Regions from separate parts of the Pan troglodytes genome. Here region 2 is linked to region 1. The links are chromatin contacts, called in public capture Hi-C maps. All regions are on one chromosome and are shown on one strand. Each heading gives the region's core, a stretch centred on a gene start, on an enhancer-like site or on the middle of the called end of the contact. The rest is flanking DNA. Distances are from core to core; before and after follow the strand shown.

Region 1 (5,406 bases), core at 1,400-3,899:
TGTTGGCCAGGCTGGTCTCAAACTCCTGACCTCAGGTGATCTGCCCAACTTGGCCTCCCAAAGTGCTGGGATTACAGGCGTGAGCCACCGTGCCTGGCCTCATTTGTGTTTTTAAAAAGGAAAAGAAAAAATGAAAAAAAAATTTTGTCTGCATTTCCTTAGTAGAGATGGAGGTAAATCGGTTGTTGGTAAAAGCTGTGTGCGTCTTTCTTCAGATTGTGACTCATATTCTTATGGCTCTCTCCTCTTTGAATTCTTTGAAAACAGTGCTCTCCTTGCACTAATATGAATGCAATAGTGAGGAATATAAAATTTATTCAAGATTTTAGAAGGAAGCTAGAAGAGAGAAGTTGTACCGCATGATATCAAGATTGCACTTAAAAATAAACCAAGGCTGGGCGCATTGGCTCATGCCTGTAATCCTAGCACTTTGGGAGGCTGAGGTGGGCAGATCACCTGAGGTCAGGAGATCAAGACCATCCTGGCCAACATGGTGAAACCCTGTCTCTACTAAAAATACAAAAAATTAGCTGGGCTTGGTGGCGGGCACCTGTAATCCCAGTTACTTGGGAGGCTGAGGCAGGAGAATTGCTTGAACCTGGGAGGCGGAGGTTGCAGTGAGCCGAGATCCCACCATTGCACTCCAGCCTGGGCAAGAGCGAAATTCCGTCTCAAAAATTAAAAAAATAATAATAAATGAATAAACTAACAAACCTTTTGAGGTATCTCATGTCCCAAATCTCTCTTCTTGGCTCAGCATCTCTTCCTGCTCCTGACCCACATCACCTTCTCTCTGAATTTTCTTCTAAGAGCAGTTCAGTTCAATACCCACATGACTTTCAAAAGTCTTAACCTCACCTACTAGTTAATATAATCTTCAAGGAAGTTAAAGGAATTAAATTGAAGACTTTGTTTGCCTTGTGAACAAAAAATTCCCCAGTTGCCAAGTTTCACTAAAGCTGTGATGAATGAAGGTGACATCAATCTACATTTCCCTGATTTATGTTTGCTCCACAGGCGAGGAGGAAACCTGGGTTACAGTGGTACCATGTTTCCAGTGTGTCCTCATCAGATTCCGGTCCTTTTCACTATGATGTTGCAACCTGTGTGTCCCCCTGCCCTGTGTGGGGCTGAGGTCCTGCACCCACCTGTCCTGTCTCCTTCCTGATGGTTGCTAGGACCAAAACCCAGAGGGGAGAATGAGCTGCACTCACAGGGGATGACTTGGGGACTGGGTCCAGAAAGTGGCTCATCCACAAGAGCTTGTTTAGAGCTACCTAAGAGGAGTCTTCCCGGGTCCCAGACTTGGTTGCACATTAGAATCAGCTGGGGAGCTTTTAAAAATGCCTATGCCTGCCGGGTGCAGTGACTCATGCCTGTAATCCCAGCACTTTGGGAGGTTGAGGCGGGTGGATCACAAAGTCAGGAGATCAAGACCAGCCTGACCAACATGGTGAAACCCCATCTCTACTAAAAATACAAAAATTAGCTGGGCATGGTGGTGCATGCCTGTAATCCCAGCTACTGAGGAGGCTGAGGTAGGAAAAATTGCTTGAACCCGGGAGGCGGAGATTGCAGTGAGCCAAGATCACACCACTGCACTCCAGCCTGGGCAACAAAGAGAGACTCCATCTCGAAAAAAAAAAAAAAAAAAAGCCTATGCCTAGGTCACATTCCATAGCAATCACATCAGAATCCTTGGTGCAGGACCTAGGCATCAGGATTTTTGTTGTTGTTTGAGACGAAGTCTTGCTCTGTCACCCAGGCTGGAGTGCAGTGGCGCGATCTCAGCTCACTGCAACCTCCGCCTCCCGGCCTCAAGCAATTCTCCTGCCTCAGCCTCCAGAGTAGCTGAGACTACAGGTGCCCACCATCATGCCCGGCTAATTTTTTTATTTTTAGTAGAGACGGGGTTTTACCATGTTGGCCAGGCTGGTCTCAAACTCCTGACTTCAGGTGATCTGCCTGCCTTGGCCTCTCAAAGTGCTGGGATTACAGGCATGAGCCACCACCACTCTCAGCCAGCATCAGGATTTGTTAAGGTTCCATAAGTAATTCCAATGGGTAGCAATGGTGAGAACCATCAGACTAGATGATGTACAAAAAGTCCACATTATAACAATTTTGTTCAAAACACTTCACATAATTAAATGGGCTATATTTTCATCATAGTATCTGTTTCGTATGTGGGAAATTTGAGACACAAAGAAAGTGTGAGTCATACCAGACAGACCATAGGTGAACTGTTAAGGAGGGAGAAGCCGCAGTGTCACCTTCCACAGTCCTGCTCCCATTAAGGCCTATGAAGTGGAAAATGCAGTATTATTCTTTGAGGTTTCCTGGGACCAGAAAAGGTCAGAGACTCTTAATGGGTAATGCAGACAACTGGAATGCAATCATCAGGTATTCATTTCTGTTTTAAGGTTTTACGTCTGAGAAACCTGAAACCTGAAGAAGTAAAGCAATCATGATTTTTTAAAAACTTAATAATATGGTTTTGGATTTAAAAAGAAAGACTGACTCAGAGCTGGGGAAAACACTCACTTGTGATACGGATCAACGTGAAAACAGCTTAACTCTGTTCCATGGCAATTCGCACAGTGTGACTCAGAGACACCTCTCTTCACCAGCTCTGGCTCAGGGGATGTGAAGGCAGAAGCAGAGGTCACAGTGACTTCATCTGAGAAGGACTTAACTGACCATTGCTGGTTTTGAAGCCGGAGGAAGGCCCACAGTCAATGAATGAGAGTGGCTTCGAGAAGCTAGAAATGGCAAGGAAATAGATTTTCCTCTAAAGCTCCCAGAAAGAAACACGGTTCTGCTGACACCTCGATTTTAGGCCAGTGAGACCTGCTTCAGACTTCTGACCTACAGAACGGTAAGAAAATAAATTTGTGTTGCTTATAGCCATGCTGTGTGTGGTAGTTTGTTACAGCAGCAATAAGAAACTAACACAGTTGTGACCAGGCGCCATGGCTCATGCCTGTAATCCAAGCACTTTGGGAGGCTGAGGTGGGCGGATCACTTGAGGTCAGGAGTTCGAGACCAGCCTGGCCAACATGGCAAAACCCTGTCTCTACTAAAAATACAAAAATTAGCTGGGCTTGGTGGTAGGCGTCTGTAATCCCAGCTACTTGGGAGGCTGAGGCAGGAGAACCACTTGAACCTGTGAGGCAGAGGTTGCAGTGAGCCAAGATCATGCCACTGCACTCCAGCCTGGGCGACAGAGTGAGACTCCATCTCAAAAAAGAAAGAAAGAAACTAACACAGTGGTTTTATCTGATTATCCGATTATCAGAAGTAGTAAGAGAAATGTGAAAATGGTTCTTAAGTTACAAAGTACCATATGAAGATAAAGTATTCATTCATTTATTCTCTTATTTATTCATCAAATATTATTGAGCTCCTCCTACTTTGAGCCAAGCACTTTTACAGATGTTGGGAATATACTAAAGCCAAAATGGATTTAAAACAAAACAAACACTGGCCAGGCTCAGTGGCTCATGCCTGTAATCCCAGGCTGTATGTGGGGCATGAGAGGAAGCAGGAGATGTCAGGTGAGATACAGCAGTAGCATGGCCCAAGGTGGTAGCAATGGAGATGGGTAAAAGGGATCCTAATCTGGATATATTTTGAAATAGAGGCCAGGTTCAATGGCTCATGCCTGTAACCCCAGCAATTTGGGAGGCCAAGGTAGGCGGATCACTTGAGCTCAGGAGTTCGAGATGAGCCTGGCCAACATGGTGAAACCCCGCCTGTGAAGACCAGCTCGGTTGGGGAGACCCTAACCCAGTGGTGCTAGAGGAATTAAAGACACACACACAGAAATATAAAGGTGTGAAGTTGGATATCAGGGGTCTCACAGCCTTCAGAGCTGAGAGCCCTGAACAGAGATTTACCCACGTATTTATTAACAGCAAGCCAGTCATTAGCATTGTTTCTATAGATATTAAATTAACTAAAAGTATCCCTTATGGGAAACGAAGTGATGGGCCGAATTAAAGGAATAGGTTGGGCTAGTTAACTGCAGCAGGAGCATGTCCTTAAGGCACAGATTGCTCATGCTATTGTTTGTGGCTTAAGAATGCCTTTAAGCGGTTTTCCACCCTGGGTGGACCAGGTGTTCCTTGCCCTCATTCCAGTAAACCCACAACCTTCCAGCATGGCTGTTATGGCCATCATGAACATGTCACAGTGCTGCAGAGATTTTGTTTATGGCCAGTTTTGGGGCCAGTTTATGGCCAGATTTTGGGGGATTTGTTCCCAACATCCGTCTCTACTAAAGATACAAAAGCTAGCCAGGTGTGGTGGTGCATGCCTATAGTCCCAGCTACTTGGGAGGCTGAAGCAGGAGAATCGCTTGAACCTGGGAGGCAGAGGTTTCAGTGAACCACTGCACTCCAGCCTGGGCAACAGAGTGAGACTCTGTCGAAAGAAAGAAAGAAAGAAAGAAAGAAAGGAAGGAAGGAAGGAAGGAAGGAAGGAAGGAAAAAGAAAAGAAAGAAAGAAAAGCCAAAAGCATTTGTTGAATTGGGTGTGTGCTTTGTGAGAAAGAGAGGCAAGACAGATGACTCCAGGAGTGTTTGGCCTGAGCAACTAGATGGAGTTGTCAATGAGTAAGTCCGGGAGAAAAGTGGGAGAAGCAGGCTCCGGGAGAAGAAGATAAGGAGCTGCGTATTGGACATGTTTGTTTGAAATGCCAATTTTACCTGTAAAGGGAGATGTTTACTAAGCAGTTGGAAATATGAGTCTGGAGTTCTGAGGACAGGTCCAGACTAGAGATAGAAATCAGAGCGATGTCGAGGTTAAATCTAGATGTACTTAACAGCATGAGGTTGGATGAGGCCATACAGAAGGGCTGTAGAGAAAAAAGAAGAGATCTGAGGCCTGGTCATGAAGCTCTGCAGGGTTAAGAGGCCTGGGGGAAGAGGAGGAAACTGAAGGCTGACAAAGAGTGATGAGAACAAAACCATGAGGATTAAGAGTCCAGGTGAGGAAAAAGGGTTTCAAGGTCAAGGAGTGATGATTTGTCTGAAATGCTGCTGAGAGTACAGGTAAAACAAGTTTGGATAAATGTCTGCTGGATTTAGAACCACAGAGCTGAAATGGACAGGGGCAGTTTCCCTAGAGGCACGGGACTAAGCACCTGATTAGAGAGGGTTTAATATAATTTGGAGACACCAGATACAGGCAATTCTTTTGACACAAAACAATCAGGTTCTTCCAGAAACTCCCTTTTCTGTTTTCACAAGGAGGCTGATGCCCTCTTGGGCCCTCTGTGTTGTTCTGGAGACCTCAGCTCTTAGCCTGCTGAAGGCAAGGAACAGGCGACAACCACAGCACCTTCTTCCCTGACCACAGCAAGGGGGAATGAAGGTCAGTTTTCTATGAAGCAGGAGTCAGTAA
Region 2 (5,406 bases), core at 1,344-3,843, 220 kb after region 1:
TCAACAACAACTGTGTAAGACTTCATTTCTTTTGAAAAGGAAACCCACAGAGTCCAGGATAACATTTTCAACTCACTTAAAATAAACCATGTATGGGGACTGAATCCACTGTAAGTGGTCCCAAATTAAAGACTTTCTGCAGTTATGGTAAATGAGAACAATGGACACCAATTTCACTTGCTTACATCAAGTCACTTCTGCTAGCTCACTTAATAAACACACACCAAGTGGGAAACTCAGAAATAGGAAATGCAAACAACTAATAAAATATACTTCAGGGACATTTAATATATATATATTTTTAACAACAGGGTCAATATATGTGCTTTGTACACATCTCTTACTCTGTAAATTTGAGTATTTTAATTAAATTCCCATGGACAGAGGGAGAGCATATTCTGTTGATCTCAGTTTTCATTTGTAAACTAGGGATATACACCTACTTCACCACGTTGTTTAAAGATTGAGCTACAAAAGTAAAGTGCCTAACACTCCTGAGCAGGCATAGACTGATGTTATTTTTCTTCCTTTTTTGAATATTTAAAGAGTCACTGTGAATATATGTTGGTGAAGATGGCTCTGGTCATGACTTCCCACCTCTTGTTTCTAATCAGTGCTGAGCCCACAACCATCTGTATTAGCACATTTGGTAAGAAGTGTAGGGAAACAGGAAATACCAAAGGCAATTGTGACGAATCTATATGTTCTTCTAAGAAGCTGACCACTGTTCCTGATAAATTTCTCTTGATTTATTTTCATCCCTGGACCTTTGTTCAGTAAGACCCCATTTACCATAATATATATTTCTTCTCTGTGAGTTTCACGTAATTTCATTCACCTAGGGTGAATCCTTATGATGTGGGCACTAACCTAATTTTAAACATGATAAACCTTTATGTTAAAGTTCTTAATTTAGTCCCCTTCTGCCTCTCTTACTGTACTTTGCACTATGTAACGCTGGATCTACCAAACCTTTGGAGTTTAATCTGCTTCTCCAGGATGCAAGTCAAATCCCCTACTGTCAATAAAGCACTATGATGAAAGAAAATAATCTGCACCCTTAGTGATTATTGCATTTGCTTCATTTATTCAACAAATATCTATTAAGTGTCTACTATGTGCCGAGGATATAGAGGAACAAAACAGACCCGTCTCATTCTCGTGGTGGAGTTGGGATGGTGGAGCTAATACAATGACCCCTACCTTCAAGAACTCAGTGCTGCTCCCCTGGATAGAGGTAAGTGCCTGTGTACTTACCTACCAACTCCTGAGACCCCTTCAAAAGCTCAGCATCAGGGAGTTTCTTTGTCCACATTCTTCCTGTGGCTTTGACCCTGTGTGTTCTCTAAAACTAGACCTGTGCCCTGGTAGCAAAGGGGCATGCAAGAGGTTGGCATGTAAGACAGACAATAATGTATCAGCAGGAACAAGATAACCTGTGCCAAACAGAGATACACTATGATAGGTGGAATCAAACCACGTTATTCAGCAACAAAGATTGGGGAGGTATGCAAAGAGAAGATCTGCACCAGGCCCCAGTTTTGAAAGTCCTAGGACCTAGAGGGACAGATGTCTGGGTATCCCATGATCCTGCAGTTTTTGGAATTCCTTACAATGATCTTTGTCATTTTGTGTGTTCTCCTTGACATCAAACTTCTCGTACCTGTCAAGTAGCAAAATGCTGCTATTAAGAGCCACTGGATTTAAATCTTAGTTCTACCACTTACTGTGTTGGATTGAATTATTGAGCCTGAAATATTCTAAAGGCACATGTACATTATTTTTCTAGTTATCTGCCTAAGAGTCAACCTTGAACAAAAATAAAGGCATCAGATTTCTATCTGCCTGACAGAGCACACAGGATGTGGGCCTTGGCATCAAAATAAATATGACGGTTTTAAAATAGATAGGATCAGCTTAAGTTTAATAGATTTTTTTAAACAATTGTGAATTATGGGCAACATCATGGAATAGCTGCAGCAGTCCTGCCTGGATATGAGGTTTTAGTTCTGAGTTATAGTTCTGCTGCCAGTATCAACAAGCTGATTAACTCTGAGAAGATTAGTTGACCATTTCTGTGATTTTAAAAGGGGATAATACCCAACATCACAGTGACTGTGGAGAATAAATATAATACAAATAAAAGTACTCTGTAAGTCATAAAGCACTGAGTTTAAGGTATTACATACCCTCCACTTAAAACATAGTACAGGAGCAGTGGTTTAATTAAAGTATGTGTCATGGTTGGACAAATCATAATTAAGGTCACTATAATTTGGGCATTAGTCCAGGTAAAAGATAATCTTACTACTGCACAAATCTCCACAGAGCCTAGAAATGCTCCTCAACTCAGTGATGTTAGAAAATAGAGCCTTTGCCTCTAAGTGCTCCTTTTCAACACAAAGCAGAGACCCTATGAAGAAGGCACAGATTTCTTCCCCCTGTGTTAGCATGCACTGGGGGAAGAAAAATGCTGAAGGCTGTGATCAGCGGATGACCCAAGGAGAGAGATTCACACAAACCCATGGGTATTAAAGAAGGCTAGGCCGGGTGCAGTGGCTCACGCCTATAATCCCAGCACTTTGGGAGGCTGAGGCGGGCGGGTCACCTGATATTGGGAGTTCAAGAACACCCTGACCAAGATGGAGAAACCCCATCTCTACTAAAAATACAAAATTAGCTGGGTGTGGTGGCGCATGCCTGTAATCCCAGCTACTCGGGAGGCTGAGGCAGGAGAATTGCTTAAACCTGGGAGGCAGAGGTTGTGGTGAGCTGAGATGGTGCCATTGCACTCCAGCCTGGGCAAAAAGAACAAAACTCCGTCCCACTCCCCCCCAAAAAGAAGGCTATAGGGACATGTTAGAAAACCCCTGGGACAGAGGGAAAGCTGAGCCAGAATAGCCTAGAAGCAAATCTAAGAGAAACCCAAGTCACGCTCTTTGTAAATACTTCAACCACATTCAGACATTAAGCCCATAAACATTTGCAGAAATGAAGTGGCCAAACAGCAGTTGTTGATTAAGCAGGACAGCAGTTTTATGATCAGTAACTGAAGCCTCTCAAGATCTGTTAGGTAACAAACCAGTCCAGTGTAAAGGTCTGTATTTTACTTTATCTATCTGTAGCCTCTACTTAATTTTGAGTTTCTTTATACAGAATGGAGCTAACCAAGAGGTTGAGGGAGTTGTAAACACAAGTCAGGCTGTACTATGGCTGAAACAGCTACATGTCTCCATCTAGAGGATGTATTAAAACTGATTCATGGTTTCTTTGCTGGATGGTAATGTGACATTAACACCATGTGTGTTAGAAGATCAATGTATTATGACATATTGATCTTCACCAAGTATTTCTGGCTCTCTGCCTTTTGAGTGCATGGTAGTATTGCACTTTCCTGTCCCCTTTGAAGTTAGGGTGGCCACATGACTTGCTTTGGCTAATGAAGAAAGAGTGGAAGGGAGAGATGTCGCTTCTGAGCAGAAGGCTTAGGAGCAAGCGTGTGAGGAGCCACATCCTCTTCCCACATAGGTGGCTGTGGAGGGGCTCGGCCAGGCTGTGTCCCGAGTGCCTCTGATGAGCAGAGGCCTCGATGAAAGCTTGCTGGAAATGTAAACAAGAAATGAACTTTTGTTGTGTTTTGCCCTGAGATATTGTAGTTATTTGTTACCACATTACGATCTAGCCCATTCTTACTATATAGCTGGCCTTTATTGTTTCAAAGGGAATATTTGACTTATGCTATGCTCAAAAATTTATTTCCTGATTTGGGTAACCAATTTTCCACATTCTTAGCCCAGATTCATATTGACAGTAAATATCTTTACGTCTGGATTGCTAAAGCGTCAAAGCATATAGGAACAAAAAGCTTGAAAAGACACTGAATGCTTTTAAATATTCTATAAGATTGAGTATTAATATATCACCTTTAGGGTTTTTGTCATAGCCTTTTATCACTTGCCAATTTACTTAACATTTTCTTTAGATTGACTTATTTTATTAAGGTTATTTTGAGAGGAATGTTTGTATCACTAATGTACAGGTTGAGTATCCCTTATCCAAAATGCTTGGGACCAGAAGTATTTAAACCTTCCGACTTTTTTGGATTTTGGAATATTTGCATTATATACTACAAGTTGAGAATCCCTACTCTGACAATCTGAAATCTGAAATGCTCCAATGAGCATTTCCTCTGAGTGTTGTGTCAGCACTGAAGAACATGAATTTTGGAGCATTTTAGATTTCAGACTAGGGATACTCAACCATTATATGTAAACTTAAATCACTCACGTAAAATAAATGGTGAGTGATTTAAGTTACATAAAATAAATAACATATATAGAAAAAATTAAATATAATAAAAATAAAATAATACTATTAAATTTAAGTTAGAAACCCCTGGAATCTCACTCAGAGGTTTTTCCTCTTTGCTAAAAGAGAGATGTTAGGAAGTGTTGGCTAAGTCTGACAAGGTGTAAAGCCATGTATCATTAAAAATACAAGAAATGCTATATGAAATAGCATACTCCAAAAGTTACTAATACATTTCCAAGCTTAAAAAAATAAGATTAAGTCCACAGGTGCCAGAAATAAAGAGTTATTCTAGAAGGCTGATAAAAACCTAGCACACAGGGTTCTTGCACTGGACACAGGACTCAGGGTCTCACAGCATAAGGGACCTCCTGGTGATGGAAGAAAGGCCTAGACCTGAACTTCTATATAGGGCTCTGGACGTTCAGGAACTTTCCCCTTAACAAAAAGGGGATGGAAAAAACTCTCTCCTCTGGCCTTGGAGGTTTTGGGTAGAAAATAAAAAGCAACCAGTAGGAGCTGGAGACACTAGCTGTGGGCCGCTCATGTCTCAATTTATATTACCTGAATGATGTAGAAATGAATCAAGAAATTAAGATGAAAATTCATCTAGGATCACTGAACACCTAGGACCCTAGGGTTCCAAAAGAATCAGATGTGGGCCAGGCACGGTGGCTCACGCCTGTAATCCCAACACTTTGGGAGGCCGAGGCAGGTGGATCATGAGGTCAGGAGTTCAAGACCAGCCTGGCCAAGATGGTGAAACCCCATCTCTACTAAAAATACAAAAATTAGCTGGGTGTGGTGGTGCACACCTGTAATCCCAGCTACTTGGGAGGCTGAGGCAGAAGAATCGCCTGAACCCGGGAGGCGGAAGTTGCAGAGAGCCGAGATTACGTCACTGAACTCCAGCCTGGGCAACAGAGCAAGACTCTGAATCAAAAAAAAAAAAAAAAAAAAAAAAAAAAAGAAAGAATCAGGTGTGAAACCACTTGGTAGTGCTTACTTCTACAAGCAAGTTTCACTGGAAATCCAATTAGGTGCAAGAAAAAACTCTCTGAAAGATGAGCTCATATAAAAAAACCCTATAAACTACAC

What was found. Capture Hi-C pulls out chosen DNA fragments and counts their contacts.
Region 2: a capture Hi-C map of stem cell-derived neural stem cells shows a contact between it and region 1, with 3 times the contacts expected there. The contact joins two enhancer-like sites. A contact is called at or near these places in 5 of 7 Hi-C or Micro-C datasets (blood, induced pluripotent stem cells, a lymphoblastoid cell line and 1 more), 1 of 1 datasets of contacts at active chromatin or transcription factors (stem cell-derived excitatory neurons) and 1 of 1 other capture datasets (stem cell-derived neural stem cells).

The regions. Positions count from the first base shown.
Region 1 is chr11:66,927,057-66,932,462 of NHGRI_mPanTro3-v2.0_pri, forward strand. It overlaps a transcript of GCNT1 not described here. Among named protein-coding and RNA genes, the nearest start is that of GCNT1, 37 kb to the right of the region's middle. Within about 2 kb of position 2,650, at least 1 of the 24 cell types and tissues checked has an H3K27ac peak or open chromatin away from gene starts, as enhancers often do. A contact at or near this core is called in stem cell-derived neural stem cells, where this site is marked.
Region 2 is chr11:67,143,833-67,149,238 of NHGRI_mPanTro3-v2.0_pri, forward strand. All of the region lies in intron 9 of PRUNE2 (prune homolog 2 with BCH domain), which reads right to left. It overlaps LOC107976683 (a long non-coding RNA gene), which reads left to right. Exons shown (of 9, transcript XR_010148687.1): 8 at 1,109-1,237. Among named protein-coding and RNA genes, the nearest start is that of GCNT1, 180 kb to the left of the region's middle. Within about 2 kb of position 2,594, at least 1 of the 24 cell types and tissues checked has an H3K27ac peak or open chromatin away from gene starts, as enhancers often do. A contact at or near this core is called in stem cell-derived neural stem cells, where this site is marked.